2 separate regions of the Mus musculus genome follow, and region 1 is linked to region 2. The links are chromatin contacts, called in public HiChIP or PLAC-seq maps. All regions are on one chromosome and are shown on one strand. The core of a region is the stretch at or near the end of the contact, and the rest is flanking DNA. Distances in the headings are between cores, read along the strand shown. Region 1 overlaps Mrrf (mitochondrial ribosome recycling factor). Region 2 has its middle 22 kb from the start of Ttll11.

Region 1 (3,574 bases), core at 953-3,452, 170 kb after region 2:
GTGGCTAAGCTTGTAGCCCCTGAGCTGTTCTTCTTCAGTAAAAGACAACCTTTTAGGTTCTTTCCCTTTTTGGCGTTGGGTATGGAAACTAGGGCTTTGCACATGCTTGGCAGATGCTCTACCACAGATTTATACCCTGGCCCTCCATCATTTATTCCTTATGTTATTGACAAGTTAAAAAATTTGTAGTTTAGTGACTGCATATCCTTTTCTTTTCTTATTTTTTATTGGATATTTATATTTCCTGACCCCCCCCCCAGACCCCCTATTCTATCTCCCCTCCTCCTGCTTCTATGAGGGTGCTAGAGAAATGGCTCAGTGGTTAAGAGCACTGACTGCTTTTCTAGAGATTCTGTGTTTAATTCCCAGCAACCACATGGTAGCTCACAGCCATCTGTAATGGGATCCGATGCCCTCTTCTGGAGGGTCTAAGAGAGCAACAGCATAGTCATATACATTAAATAAAAAAAAAATCGTAAAAAAAAAAAAAAGCCAAAAAACTGAAGCTGATATTTGACTCCAGCAACACGCAGATGAAACTAGCACATGCTTCTCCTTAGCCACCATCTACCATTTGGTCTTTGTGGAAGACAACGTTTTAAAAAACATTTACTTACCATTGCTCATGCTTTGTATGCCAGCACACATGTGTGGAGGTCATGAGCTTCCTGTGTGAGCCCAGGAATCACATTCAGGTTGTCAGACTCCGCAGTAAGTGCACTTACCAGCTGAGCTATCTTAATGTCCAGAAGGCAGCGTTGTTATCCCACCTCATCCCTAGTCTTGTATTTAATAGATGAGAAAGTAGTAGTGGGTAATGTTCATGAGGACATCGCTTAGTACCATCATATTTCTCCCAAATAATCCAGTAAATAAGTAGACTTAGATGTGTTTGACAGGCAGGGAAGCTGAGACAAGCTTAGACATGAAAACTCTGGGCCTCACACCCCACTAGTATCTTCAGAGACCTGCCTCAAGAGCTCCTCCAGATGACAGCTGCAGAGGAGAAGTGTGTGTCATGGTTGCTCAGAGCAGAGGTTAGAGAGCTCTGGTCTCACTTGTCTGTCAAGTCTGTGCTCCTCTCTGTGTGTGTGTGTGTGTGTGTGTGTGTGTGTGTGTGTGTGTGTGTGTGTATGTGTGTACGTGTACATGTATGAGCTTCAGCAAGTATTTGGACCACTTAGTGTAGGGCTTGGGTTCCAGTCCTTCCTAGCTGACTGAGAAGATGAATGGCTTAAAGGAGACCATTGAGCTGGGAGTTGGGACTCCTGACCTCTCTCCTTTTTCTTTCTGTTAGCATAGGTGGTAGGAATCCTTCCCAAGTGTATGATTCTCTTTAGTCTGATGTCCTTATGAGACATTAATGGATGTAAGATGGGTTAATGGGAGGGGTGGGGTAGGGTACTTAGAAGCATAGGAAATCTGGCCGGGCTACACAAACAAAAACATTTCCTTCAGAGCTTGAAGCCCCAAATCATTGAGTAGCTCGTACCAGCAAACAACGAAGCAGGGCATGTGCCTGCTACTGACTGTGGGTCTGTGCTCTTGCTGGAGGGAAGTCTCCCGGCTGCCCAGTGAGGGGGTGACATGTTTTCTCTGGAATTGTCAGAGATGTGCTTTGATATGCTGTTCCCTAGAATGCAGCTGCCATCTTAGTGTGCCACCTCTGCTGTTGGAGCAGAAGTCACGGTCTCTGCAGCCCTATCACCTGCTGCCTCCCTCTCCTGGTGTTTTTTTTTTTTTCTTTTCTTTTCTTGGTAATACTGAGTATTGAACCTTCCCATGCTAGGGCTAGTGCCCCTCCATTGAGACATGCCCCAGCCCTTTTTCTACGTTTTGAGACAGGGTCTTATAAAGTTGCCAGACAGGCCTTGAACTCATTTTGTAGTCCAGGAAAGCCTTGAGCTTGGCAGTCTTTTCGCCTTAGCCTCCCAGGTAATAGAGTTTCCAGGCTGTGCCACCGGCTTGGTCCTCTGTCCTCCCTATCCTTTGCCGCTCTCCATATACTCCATGGCCAAAGCTTTAAGGAACCAAACCTTTTTCAACTGTTTTCTCTCTCACCACTCATATCCTATTGTCCCTGAGCCTTGGAGATTCTGTGGTTAGAATAATTAGTGCAGCCGCCCTGTGTAGCACTCCTGCAGTGCATATGTGCTGGCAGTATGCCAAGCCCTTGCCACCCGTCATTTCACTAATCCCTGCATACTCCTCTTAGTAATAGCCACACTCTACTCCTAAGCATGAGGAAACTGAGTTTGGAGAGGTTGAGTATCGTATTCAAAGTTCTGAAGCCGACAAGTGGCAGAACTCTTGAGTTCCACTTCAAGGCTTAAAAGCACATCTTTCTGTGTTTAATGCCACCTTGGAAGTGACCAAAAACATCTTAAGTGGGTTTTGCTGTAATGACCCAACTCAACAGGGATTTCCCTGAATAACTTCGTACATGTGTCCCATTTGGTAGAAACAATGGGAAGTATCATTTCAGCCACTGGGTTTCTCTGTGTTGGTTACCAGCGGGGCATGCCCTCTGCTTATTGTTCATGGGAACATACTCAAGGAATTTTTCAGGAAGGCCCCCATCCAGGATGTTACTGGAAGACCTGCCTGGTGGAGTTTGAACAAACAAAGTATGACCCTGCCAGCTCAGCCAAAACCCCTGCCTCGGTGCTGGGAGGCTCTGTGACCCTAGCGGAAAAGGCTGCTGTCTTCATCACCCAGCCAAGAAGCTGCTGCACTGCAGGGTGGGTCCCCAGCTTCCCCTCTCCTTAGATATGGTATGCACATTATTGTCTATACAAAATACAGGTCTGGTTGGGTTTCCTTTGCCTCCTGTGCCTCTTTTATGGTATTTCATGTTGTTTGTAGAACAGTCTGCTAGGGCTTCTCTCCTTTAAAAACAAATGGTGAGCTGGGCTGTGGTTGTACAAGCCTTTAATCCCAGCACTCAGCAGCAGAGGCAGGCAGACTTCTGAGTTTGAAGCCAGCCTGGTCTACAGATCAAGGTCTAGGACGGTCAGGGCTACACAGAAAAACCCTGTCTCAAAACAAAACCAAAATTGTGATAAAATACCATTAGTTTTTTAAAAATACTTGTCATTTTAAGTGTCTGAGCTTTTCATCTTGTAAATCTGAAGCTGTACATGTCAAAGATGTATACACACACACACACACACACACACACACACACACACAGAGTCCCGGGAGCAATTCTGCTTCCTGCCTCTGCCTCTGGCTGCTTTAGAAACGTTATGTAGATGGAGTCCTACAATGTGTGTCCATTTGAGTTGCCTTGTTTCACTTAGGTTTGTCTGTGTGTGTATATGTGTCAGAATAACAATCATCTTGAAGGCTAAATAACATCTGGCCCAGTAGGACACTGAAGGTCTCTCACCTGTCAGCCCTTCCAGACTCCTCACTTTGGATAGTCTTTGCCTCCCGCTTTCTCCATTCTTGTCATATTGCCTTTCTTCAGTCTCTGGGAAAGGAGCAGGCATGCTTCTTCTGCAGTGTGTATCAGCCAGCACAGGATGGAGCATGAAGCGTAGGGGGCTCAGCCGTTGCTTGAGAAATAAAT
Region 2 (3,770 bases), core at 1,024-3,523:
TGCAGGAAGCTTACTCATCCGGGTGGCTGTGTTAGCAGGGAGCGAGGCTGTGAGGCACAGGGGCCCCAGTAAGCACAGAGGTGCCAGTCCACAACCCTTGTAGCCTATGTTTCTGTAGCCTGCACTGCAGTTTCACTCTAAAGCCATCCTAACCCTGTATTCTCATTTGCTTCTTTGGAAGTTATGGCGTGGGTCCAACCTGAGGTACTGGGTGTGTGGGGAGCAGAGAGTAACCAACTTCAAAGAGCAGCTCTTTCTTCAGTCTGCGGACTCAGCTGCCTGAGTTTACTGTGTGCCAGGAGCTCTGCAGGACTTCATGGGTAATGAGACAGCCTTGAGTTAGTTGCACTGTGACAAAATACCTGACAAGAAGCAAATTAAGGAAGGAAAGGCATATTTTGGCACAGTTTGAAAATAGATACAGTCCAGCAAGGCTGGGGAGCCATGGTGGGAGGAGCATGAGGCTGTCAGTCACAGTGCATCCTGTCAAGAAGCAGGGAGCAGACCAGAAGTGGGGACAGGCTTAGACACTTCAAGACCCAACCCCTAGTGACTACTTCCTTTATCTAGGCCCTACCTCCAAGCCAGCCCCTGCCTTGGAACTAAATGTTAAAACACATGCATTTTTGAAGGGATCTCAGATTTGCTTAAGCTGGCATGCAAACGTCTAGTCCCTCTCAGAGAAGGAAGCTGGGCTGCAAAGCCAACTCTCTGAGAAGCTAAGCTCCAAAAACTCTTGAGACCAGACCAGCTGCCTCCAAGTAGCAGAAACCAGCTGAGCTGCCTAGATGAGGTTTAGACAAGAGTTACTTGGAAAGGACACTGTGAAACCTATTATCTGCAGCTTTCGTGAAATGTCACCTGTGCTGGGGTAGGCTTTGATGATGCAGCTGACCCTGAGTAACCCCAGTAAAGCCCATTAGTTTGGACTTTGGTGATATCCGTACTTTGGTCTGTCATGGGTTTCATATCTGCAGTGAGTGGAAGTCTGTGTGTTGTATCTCCCCAGGAAAATTTTTGCCACACACAGCTGACATTGGAGCTACTTCTACCCCTTTTAAGATAAATGTTCATCCATCCATCCATCCATCCATCCATTCATCCATCCATCCATCCATCTCTCTGTTGTAGAAAATATTTAATCCTAATTCAGGGCTTCAACCCTGCCTTTGACCATATAGTTCCTGGATAAGAGACGCACACAGCCCTTATATTTATAATAAGCCTTAATCAGCACTACAGCTAGGCAGATATCTACCCTCTATGTTTTAAAATCTATTCCCTATGGATAACCCTGAGTTATTACTATGTTTTATCTGGACTGCTCTTAACTCCAATTGGCTAGCCCTCGGGGCCATGCTTTCTTGACTCCTAACCCTTGACATCTTTCTCTTTCTCCTTCACCTTCTCCCTCCCCTTATGGTATCCTCCACACACACACACACACACACACACACACACACCCAGGCTGGGAACACCAAGCACCACCAACCTTAATTCTGCCCAGATATAATCTGTAGGCATCTCTATTTAACAATCAGAAGTAACCTGGAGGCAAGGTCACATATCATCACTTGGGTCTACATTCGGACTCTCGTCTCTGGGGCAATCAGGCCTTGTACTTAGCATTACAATCCATAGCAACAGAGCAAACCTCAACATCTCTTACGTGCTGAGGTGACAGCAGTGGACACACAGCCAGAACTGCTGCCCTAGGGGCAGTAAGTAACTCATTCTTTAGTGTGGAGGGAAGACCAGAGCACTGGGGTTACTTAGACTGTGGGTAGGGATCAGCTGGACAAAAGCAGGAAGAGAAATAGCCAAGAAAGCCATTTACTGAGTGATGAGTCAGAGAAGCGAGCAAAACACTCCAGGTGGCAGCCCGTAATCTTCACACCAAGCTGCCCCAGCATCTGCCCTCATGGCGCATCCATACCGTGTGGTGGATGTACCAGTGTACACCACAGGAGCCCCTTGCAGGGACAGTGCCTTTGAGGAGATCAAAGGCCTGGAGGACGTCATGAAGGAGGTGAATTCGGAAGCTGGACTTTGGAAGACGGGTGGGAGCTGGTCAGGTAGTAGGAAATGTGAGGCGCGTGGCACCTCAGAGGTGAGACTGGGACTTAGCTAGGGTTTAGGGGCTTACCACGAGGAGAGGAGTAAGGTGCAGGATCAGGACGTGGGCTGGTGCTCCATTAGGACATGAAGAAACCAGCAGAGGAAGAACTGAGGAGAGGAAGGGGTACCAGGAGAGGCGCTGAGGCTGGGCAGCCAGAGCAGACCAGCTGCCAGTAATTGAGGCTCGTTGTCTTCGCCTCCATTCATCCCCAGCGCTCTCAGAAGCTGATTAGCAATTGTTCCTCCAGCTTCTTGAGAGGCTGGGGGATTGCAGGGGTGGGTAAGGGGGGAGGCCAGGGGATTGCAGGAATAAGTATGGGGAGAGGCCAGGGGATTGCAAAGGTAGGTTGGTGGGGGGAGAGTCTAGGGGACTATAGGGGTAGGGGGACCATGAGATTGCAAGGGTAGGTGGGGTTGGGGGTAAGAGGACAGGGAATTGCAGTGGTGGGTATGGGAGGGTGCTAGTGGAGCCAAGAGGCTTTCTTAGAAGGATTTGCATTGATCTAGGGGTGTGTGCAAGAGGTCCCCTCTTGCTGGGCAGTGGTGGCACATGCCTTTAATCCCAGCACTTGGGAAGCAGAGGCAAGCAGATGTCTGAGTTTGAAGCCAGCCTGGTCTAGAGTGAGTTCCAGGACAACCAGGGCTACACAGAGAAACCCTGTCTTGATAAAAAAGGAGGAGGAGGAGGAGGAGGAGGAGGAGGAGGAGGAGGAGGAGAGGAAGAGGAAGAGGAGGAGGAAGAAGAGGAGGAGGAAGAGGAGGAGGAAGAGGAAGAAGAGGAGGAGGAGGAAGAGGAGGAGGAGGAAGAGGAGGAGGAGAGCCCCCCCCCCCGTTGGTGAGACACCTAGCTCTCCTGCCCCTCTGCTTGCTCTCTTCCCAACTAAACCTGAGGGAAATAACTAAATATCCTGAGACCAAGTGAAGGCAGAAAGGCCTTTAAAGCTGAGTTCAGAAGAGGCCAGCAAAGATAGCTCAGCAGGTAAATGTACCTGTTGCCAAGACTCATGACCCAAGTTTAATTGCCTGAACCCACATGGTAGAAAGCCTTGCCCCAGAGCCACTAACTTGGACTTAACCCTGATCCCAACCATGTCTTGTCAGGTAAGTCATCTCGGAGCAAGGTGCTTAGGAGGGAGTCCTATTTTCCCTAGGGCATTTGGCCACTCCCCTACTGGCCACTGAGGGAAGTGTGGGCACAATGGCTTCCCAACCGTGGGGAAGGCGCCCAAGAAGAAAACTACTGGGGCTGCAGAGATGGCTCAGCCCTTAAAAGCATTGACTGCTCTTCCAGAGGTCCTGAGTTCAATTCCCAGTAACCACATGGTGGCTCACAACCATCTGTAATGGGATCTGATGCTTTCTTCTGGTGTGTCTGAAGACAGCTACAGTGTACACACATAAAATAAACAAGTCTTTAGAAAAGGAGGAGGAGAAAGAGGAGGAGGAGAGGAGGAGGAAGAGGAAGAAGAGGAGGAGAAGGAGAAGGAGAGGAAGAGGAAGAAGACACGGGTATGGGCTTCTCAGAAGGGTGTCACTGTCATACATGAGTATCTTTTACCCCACAAGAAAGTTCCTCCATGGGTTGCAATGGAGAGTTATGGAGGGAAGGCTGTGATAGGCAGCCTGGTTTCTGGTTGTGCTAGGTTGGAAAC

What was found. HiChIP or PLAC-seq counts read pairs in DNA pulled down with a chosen protein or histone mark.
Region 1: a contact with region 2 is called in an H3K4me3 HiChIP or PLAC-seq map of embryonic basal ganglia, with 2.8 times the contacts expected there. The contact joins two enhancer-like sites. A contact is called at or near these places in 2 of 15 datasets of contacts at CTCF or cohesin (both in the NIH/3T3 cell line) and 3 of 115 datasets of contacts at active chromatin or transcription factors (embryonic basal ganglia, fetal liver and kidney).

Annotation. Positions count from the first base shown.
Region 1 is chr2:36,170,114-36,173,687 of GRCm38.p6, forward strand. The region is part of intron 5 of Mrrf (mitochondrial ribosome recycling factor); the gene reads left to right. Among named protein-coding and RNA genes, the nearest start is that of Gm46735, 20 kb to the right of the region's middle. Within about 2 kb of position 2,203, at least 12 of the 459 cell types and tissues checked have an H3K27ac peak or open chromatin away from gene starts, as enhancers often do. A contact at or near this core is called in embryonic basal ganglia, where this site is marked.
Region 2 is chr2:36,000,083-36,003,852 of GRCm38.p6, forward strand. No RefSeq gene overlaps it. Among named protein-coding and RNA genes, the nearest start is that of Ttll11, 22 kb to the left of the region's middle. Within about 2 kb of position 2,274, at least 6 of the 459 cell types and tissues checked have an H3K27ac peak or open chromatin away from gene starts, as enhancers often do. A contact at or near this core is called in embryonic basal ganglia, where this site is marked.